Regions from separate parts of the Mus musculus genome. Here region 1 is linked to region 2. A link is a contact called in public HiChIP or PLAC-seq data. All regions are on one chromosome and are shown on one strand. Each heading gives the region's core, a stretch centred on a gene start, on an enhancer-like site or on the middle of the called end of the contact. The rest is flanking DNA. Distances are from core to core; before and after follow the strand shown. Region 1 overlaps Gramd4 (GRAM domain containing 4). Region 2 overlaps Celsr1 (cadherin, EGF LAG seven-pass G-type receptor 1).

Region 1 (3,482 bases), core at 45-2,544, 140 kb before region 2:
AATTAACCCTGACTCTGGCTTTAAACAGCTTCCCAGCTGAAGAGCCCATGAGCTACCAAACCAGGTTCCTTCCTTCCAGTCACTTCCAGTTTTCTTAGCTTGGCTCAGCTGATATCAGAGGCCATGCCTGAGACTCTCACGCTGATCGGGCAAGCCCTGAATATGTTCCGACCGGCATTGCCAGCACAGCACTGCTATCAAATATTTTATATCTAAACCAGTACTCACCAGGGAGATGGTTCCTGCCAGCCTGGCAGCCCTCAACCCCTGGGCACCCCTCACTTGTAGCCACTGCTTTAAAACTCAGTCTCAGCCAGGTGGGCGGTGGCTCACGCCTTTAATCCTAGCGCTCAGGAGGCAGAGGGATGTGAATCTCTGAGTTCGAGGCCAGCCTCTGCTACAGAGTGAGTTGCGGGACAGTCGGGGTTTACACAAAGAAACCCTGTCTCAAAACAATAATAACAAAAACTAAACTAAACCAAACCAAAAAACTCTCAAGTCCCATGGACAGGAGAAAAATTTTAAAGCAAGTTGCAAAGCCCTCTGGGTACAACTGAAGCCTACAACACAGGTAATCTGAAAGCCGCATGCTGCAATCAGAGCTGTCTTAAGGCACAGTCTTCAGGGTAGCCCACAGGCAAAGTGGTAGGAAGACAAGTGTTCCTGGGAGTGCTACAGTCTGAGAGGACTTCAAGGGAGGCTCCAGCCAGTCAGTAAAGATAAAGTGTGTGAGTGTGCCACTGCTTGGGGACATTAAAGATCCTACTAGGTGTTCTGGGTGCACCTACTATGTGCCAGGCATGCTGCTTTTTTTTTTTTTTTTTTTTTAATCATCCTTGTTTGAGACAAGATCTCATGCTGGAGCCAAGGCTGGCTTGTAATTCACTATGTACCCAGGTTAGCTCCAAACTAGCAGCCATTCTCCTGCAGCAGCCTCCAGAGTGCCAGGATTGTAGACATGAGTTTTAGGTACACTTGATTTTGGGGCTGAGGTCCAGACAAGTAGAGGGTGATATTGCTGGAGCTGTGAATGCTAGACTCAGGAGGGAGAAGAGTGTCCCTAGCCTGAGGGACAGACAGTGACAGCCCAGGACGACAACTCCACTGAGGTTAAAAAAAAAAGTCAGCTGGTGGATATGCAGGGAAGGCAGTGTGGCCAGTGTCCTCTCAACAGAAAAAAACAGAGAGGAAATGGCAGGGAAATCTTATTAAGAATCATCTCATTTCAAGCACAGTATGGGGTGCCAAGTGACCTGTGACTCAGAGAGGTGACAAGGCGGTGGTCAAGACTCAGGAAATGAGCACAGGTCGTGGAGATGGAAACCAGCAGGCAGCTCTGGGTTCATCTGGGAGGCTCTGCCCAATTGCATGGGGCAGCAGAGGTAGCAGGAACTGGCCACAGGTAATTAGCCCCTCCAGCCTTCAACGATGCCAGCCATGCTCCCCTGAGGATAAGCGACCTGCTTGGCACTTCCCAGGCCACACCTCAGTGAAGCCCATGGACAGCAGCTGGGTTCCAGGCTCCTCATCTCTGTCTCTAGGCGTGACACACACTAAGAAAAAAACCCTGGAACTTTCTACGCTGACTACAGAGGCCTTCCTTTCTTAAGAGATGAAGAAACAGGAATCAGGGAGGAAAGATACGGCCATCACATGGTAGAAGATGGAATCTGGTCTTGCTGCTCTAGTCCTCTTCTGGGGCCCCTGCCAGGATGTGAGCCCGGGAATGAGGCAGGGTGAGTGGAGGAACTGAGGGGCCTGTTTCCAGGCAGTTGTGCTGCTGGTGGTGGTGGCAGTGTGTGTGCATTCGTGTGTGTGTGTGTGTGTGTGTGTGTGTGTGCATGTGCATGTGCACAGACACAACCACAGGGGATCATGGAGAACAGCAGGAAGACAGTCCCTCTAAGATTGAAAAGACCCAGTGACCCAGCGAGCTGACCTCTGAATCCACGTACAAGAGAATGGAATCAGCAGTCGGGGCTGAGGTGTCCACAAACCTCTGCTCAAAGCACCTACGGAAGCACACCTGGCCATCCTTGGGCTGTCCCGTCACAGCGGACCCTGTGGAGAGCTACAGCGATGCAGGTGCCCCTCTTCTCCGTCCTCCTTCTCGTAATTTTTCTAAGTGAGCATGTGCTGTGGGTGCTGGCTGACGTGGAGTGGGGTTGTCATGGACATTATTCAGTAAGTTAATAAATATCTTTAAAGTCTTTTTGCTTTAACTTCTGGTACGAGAGGCAGCCATCGACACAACCCACATAAACACAGCCTGGAATGTCTTCAGCCCCCGAAGGCTGTGAGGGAACCAAGATGGAGGTGGGGACGAAGCAGGAAGGAGTGGGAGGCGGTAGTGGGAGGCGGTAGGGGCGGAAGGCAGACTCGGAGGCCTCCCGGATAGACACCAGGCAACCAGTGGACAGCCTGCCCGTGACCTCTGACCTGCCACTAGGTCTTGGAGGACCGAAGCAGGTCCTACAGGGAGCTATATCTAGGCATAATCTGGAAGAGGAGCCGGGTCAAGAGAGTCTCACTTTAAAGAGAAGGTCAGAGGAGACCCAGAACACCACATGTCACAGAGCCAGCGAGAGTGCCCATCTCCTTTCTGGTCACAGTCAGAAACAGCCTTGATTCATTTCTAAGTTAGTAGGACATCGGGACCTCTAGTCCGCCTCACTAACCTAGCAAGGACCCGAAGGTCAGAGTTGAGGCTGGTGGGTGGCTCCTTATATAAATGTCACAGTAAATGTACTGTCAAGAAGGACACAGCCCAGGATGGCTCGGCAAGTGGTCTCTGTCCACAACACCCACTGACAGGCAGAGTCTGGGAGAAGCTGGTACCCAGGGGCGAGGCAAGGAAAAGGTAGGTGGGTGTTAGCCTAGAGGCCAGCAGGTGGCTTGGGCAAAACCAGATGATGCCAGTGTAGAAACTGAGGGGGTGGAGAGTGTCAGGGGCAGGGTTCCTCCCTGCCCTGACCAGAGGTCACTGTGCATAAGGGCTGCTGGGAAGGCGAGACATAGTTGGGACATCTCAGAGTTCCTCAGAGACCCAACTTTATCCTCATGTCTCTACCTGACAGAGGTCACTACCTCATCACTTCTTGGCCTTTTGGCTAAGATCCAGTGTAGAAGCCACCACCCCATTACAAAGCAACAGAACACAGAGAGCCTCAGCAAGACAGGACAGTGCCCTGCTTTAGTCAGGACTCCAGGCTTCATCACCACAGGCTCGTGGCCCTGTGGACCTTATGCCAGTACTTGTGAGCCTTTGCCCCTCCCCAACACGAAGAGCAACGGTGGAGACCCAGTAGGGCAGGGGGCCCCTCCAGACTTCTTCTGGTCATTGTCAATGTCACACCATCTGCACACAACAGTAGACTGACGTTACACTGACAGCCAGCCCCATACAAGCCCTGTCTCCAAACACATACACGTCCCAGGCCCTATGCACAGCTCCCCTTTCCTGCCTCCCTACACAAGGCCTC
Region 2 (3,836 bases), core at 887-3,386:
GTACCTGGGGCTCATGTTCCGGACCCGGAAGGAGGATGGTGTGCTGATGGAAGCCACAGCTGGCACGTCTTCCAGGCTCCATCTCCAGGTGAGTGTGTCTTCGAAACACACAGGCACCTGCAGAGCAGACAAGTGCTCTAGAAGGAGAACCAGACAGCGGGGGTTTCCCAGGCTGCCTGGGAAGGGCATCCGCTACTCATCTCCCCGCTCCTACGCTTGCCCTATAGTGGGCAGAGAGAACGCAGAGGGAAATATGGGTGACCCAAGGTGCAGTGCCATTGTGCCGTTCAGGATAGGGGTAGTGCAGAGTTCGTGCATAACTATGGGCTCCTGTGGACTTCCTTTCCAGCACCCACTTGCCTTCACTACAGTCACAGAATGGAGCATAGAACCTCAGAGCTGCTGGGTCTGTGTAACTTGCCCTAGACAGAAGCTCTGGTCTGCCTGCCTGGAATTTGGCTGGTTTTTGTTTTTGTTTTTGTTTTTTTGGTTTTTTTTTGTTTTTTTTTTCCTGGCTTGATTCACAGCCTTTCAGGGCGAAGGCAAAGGGCTGCAGCAGATTTGGGGCGTGAGCTTCCATCAGTGCAAAGTGCAAGTTCTCACCCCCATATTAAACCTACATGCTGCCATACCCCGGGTCCCTGCCTCGAGGGATCTTGAGGACCCCGTCACTTCATGCCACGTGTGTGTTTTCTTTATATTTACCTCTAACCATTCGGCTTGTTTGGAACTTTAGGTCAGAGTACCCGGACATTTCTGGAAGTGGTTTTAATGCACCGCATTCACACGTTCGCATATCTCTTACATGACAGATGGTTTCTGCTAGGTCGTTGGAGCCAGAGGTAGCAAGGGATGCTACTCCTTTGTGGGGATCACCCAGGGCTGTCTCACTGAGCTACCCTCACTTTCCAGCCCTCCACTGTCTGTACAGTAGAGAGAGCCCTTATCCAAGGCTCCGAGGTTCCGAGGTTCCGGATGAGCCCTCTGTCTGGGAATCCGTACTTGACCAGGAGGTCCCACTGAGCCCCCAACTCTGCCCTTGTATCTCTGACATTGGCACTGACCAGACAGATTTTCTTGTATAAACCATGGCCCATAATTCCTGGGCAGGGTCAGAATTCTCCAGTTTTGGCTTTCCTTGGAGTTAACACTCGCAGTAGTCAGGAGGCCCAGAGGTCACTGTCAATGGTCACTTAGAGGAATCATGCCCTAGCAAGGATTTGGGCTCAAATCTGGAGGAACTAGTAACTAAGTATGTCTTTCTTTCTTTCAGGCTTTTCCAAAGATTGTATATGTAAGCACATGCATGTGTGCCTATGTCTCTCTGTGTGCTCGTGTCTGCCTACGTATGTGAATGTGTCTGAGCATGTGTGCGCGTGCATCTGTGTGTATAACTGGGCATGTCTTTATGCACGTGTCTGTGTTTGCATGTGTTCGTGACCGTGTATTTATGTTTGTGTGCACGTTTGTGTATATGTCTGTGAGTGCATGCGTGCCCATATGTGTATGTATGTTTGTGTTTGTGTGCTCATGTGTATGTATGTTTATGCATGAGTGCATGCATCTCTCTGTGTGTCCGTATGTATGTGAGTGCATGTAACAAGCCCTGGTGCCCGTAGACTTCCTTCCCCATAGGTCATCCTCTGTCTCCTTCTCCCTCCTCCCCTTCAGCACAGCCTCTACTGGATATCTGTCTCTTCCCTTCCCGAGGAATGAGGTCTGACCCAAGCTTTAAGGGTAGTGGCTCCTGGAATTCCCATGGCCCCTGCTGTCCCCATGTCCTCATAAAGCCATAGCTTGTTTCTTCTACTTCCTGGGCCCTGGATTCTTGTTCTTCATCCCAGTCAGGCAGCTGGAGTGGAGTCGGAGATAGTCAGAGGAGAGGTGGACCCTAAGGAGTGTCTGTACCAAGCTCCCATTTCACGTGAGGCAAATTGAAGCTAGAGGCTCGTGTAACCTAGGCCCCATGGATCCTGAGTCAGCCAGAGAACCCCTCAGCAGAGCTCAGAGAGTGGGAGGAGTCAGGGATGCCCAGAGCCCTCCCTTCTTCCAGCTCGCTGCCAGAGGTCACAGGGCCCTTGGATAGATTTGTTTGCATTGGCTGGAGGGTGGGGCCATCAGCCCAGACAGAAGCCAGCCTCTAGCCTGTGCCTGCCCACTTACCTGAGGTCACAGCCCCAGAGGTTGGGGGTTGTTGGTGTGCATGGCAAATTCTTTCCTCATTAGCTGTAATTTCACAAGGTTCCCGGCTGGCCAGAAGCTCACTTTGGCCTGAACTTGGAAGCACCGCCCTGCCTGGGGATGCTATTTCTCTGTGGGTGTTGCTCTGTCGGAACATATTAAATTGGCCGTTTTCATTCAGGTGATGACGGGCGCCTACAAGCTGTCATTAGTGTACCTGGAGGGAAAAAGGCTCTGTTCAGCAAGGTTAGCCCTGACTAACTCTGGTAGCCACAGAATTAAAGACTGGATACACCAAGGAGGGCTTTAAGGGGTCCTGTAGACCTCATGAGCAACCCAAGGGGCCACCTTGTTATGGTTCGCAGAGGCTGCTCTAACAGGAATTGGGGGTGGGGGTAGGGTTTGTGTGACATGTTCAGCTTGTGGTGTCCTGACTGCCAAGAGAGTGCTGTGATGCAGCAGTTTGAATGTCCCCATCCCGTGTCAGGCCAAAGCCTGGACAAGTTAGCTAATTGCTGTCAGGCAGCCCAGATCCAGCTATATCATCGAGCAGAATAACCATACTGTTGTTGACATCTGTCTTGAATCGAGTAGAAGTACACGATGGGTGGCTGCTCCTGTCCCTGTCCTGGGGTTTATTCACAGCCTCTCCTTTTGTTGCAGACACATGCCATTTTCAACTTCCTTGTTGATCTCTTTTTTTTGAGGGGTTTGCCAGCAAGGCCAGTGAGAGAGAATAGCCCAGGAAACTTGTGTGAGGCAAAGGAAGCAATATGTAAAATGGTGAAAATTACCTTCCAAAATCAGCTAGTGGCGGAGACCAAAGTCAAGATGCATCGGTATTGACATTAGTCCTTTCTGTCAGGGTTTCTCCTGAGGCCTGTGGAGTACCTTGAGTTAACCAGCATGAGACACTTTGTATTGAAACCTTTGATATTGTTTCTAATGGTTAGAGGCCACACAACTTGGGCCCCCTGAGTTTAAGCCCTTGGAAATGTGTCGAGACTTGCTTTAAAGCCTGGATCCAACCAGCCTTCGTCAATATTCTGTGTGGACTTGAAAAGAATGTGTTCTCTGCTGTCGTTAAGCAAGGAGAGCCACATGTGTTGAGACCGTGGCACTGATTGTGGTGACACAGGCCCAGACCGTGTCAGGGGCTGGTGGTGTAGCTCAGTGGGTAGATTGCCTGCCTTGTGCATACAAGGCCCTGGGCTACACACTAAACATTGCATAAATCAGGTGGAATGTAATCCCAGATTTTAGGAAGTAGAAACTGAAGGATTTGAAACTCAAGGCCACCCTGGGCTTACTTAGGAAGTTGGAAGCCAGTCTGGGCTGTGTAGACCCTGTCTCAAAAACAAACACACACACACACACACACACACACACACACACACACACACACACACACAAACAAACCAAAACAAACCAGAAAACCAAAAAACCAAAAGCCTCTAAAAACCCTATGCCATTGTCATATTTGCTGTTTGCCATGGTGGCAATTTGATTCTGAACTTCGACAATCAGCTTCCTTTCTTTTCTGGCTAACTGGCTATGGTCATCATGTGCCCTTTCTGGTGATGGTGCTTGCCTTAAAGTTGCTCTGTCTGCTGATATAGTTGTACCAGCGCTTCTTCCTATAGGGTTTCTGTCCA

The links. HiChIP or PLAC-seq counts read pairs in DNA pulled down with a chosen protein or histone mark.
Region 1: a FOXA1 HiChIP or PLAC-seq map of pancreatic cancer cells shows a contact between it and region 2. The contact joins two enhancer-like sites. A contact is called at or near these places in 1 of 39 promoter capture datasets (pre-B cells), 3 of 115 datasets of contacts at active chromatin or transcription factors (embryonic forebrain, epiblast stem cells and pancreatic cancer cells) and 2 of 9 other capture datasets (adipose tissue and pancreatic islet).

The regions. Positions count from the first base shown.
Region 1 is chr15:86,077,898-86,081,379 of GRCm38.p6, reverse strand. All of the region lies in intron 1 of Gramd4 (GRAM domain containing 4), which reads right to left. Among named protein-coding and RNA genes, the nearest start is that of Gm15722, 12 kb to the left of the region's middle. Within about 2 kb of position 1,294, at least 67 of the 459 cell types and tissues checked have an H3K27ac peak or open chromatin away from gene starts, as enhancers often do. A contact at or near this core is called in pancreatic cancer cells, where this site is marked.
Region 2 is chr15:85,934,096-85,937,931 of GRCm38.p6, reverse strand. Celsr1 (cadherin, EGF LAG seven-pass G-type receptor 1) reads left to right here. Exons shown (of 35, transcript NM_009886.2): 9 at 1-88. Among named protein-coding and RNA genes, the nearest start is that of Trmu, 57 kb to the right of the region's middle. Within about 2 kb of position 2,136, at least 73 of the 459 cell types and tissues checked have an H3K27ac peak or open chromatin away from gene starts, as enhancers often do. A contact at or near this core is called in pancreatic cancer cells, where this site is marked.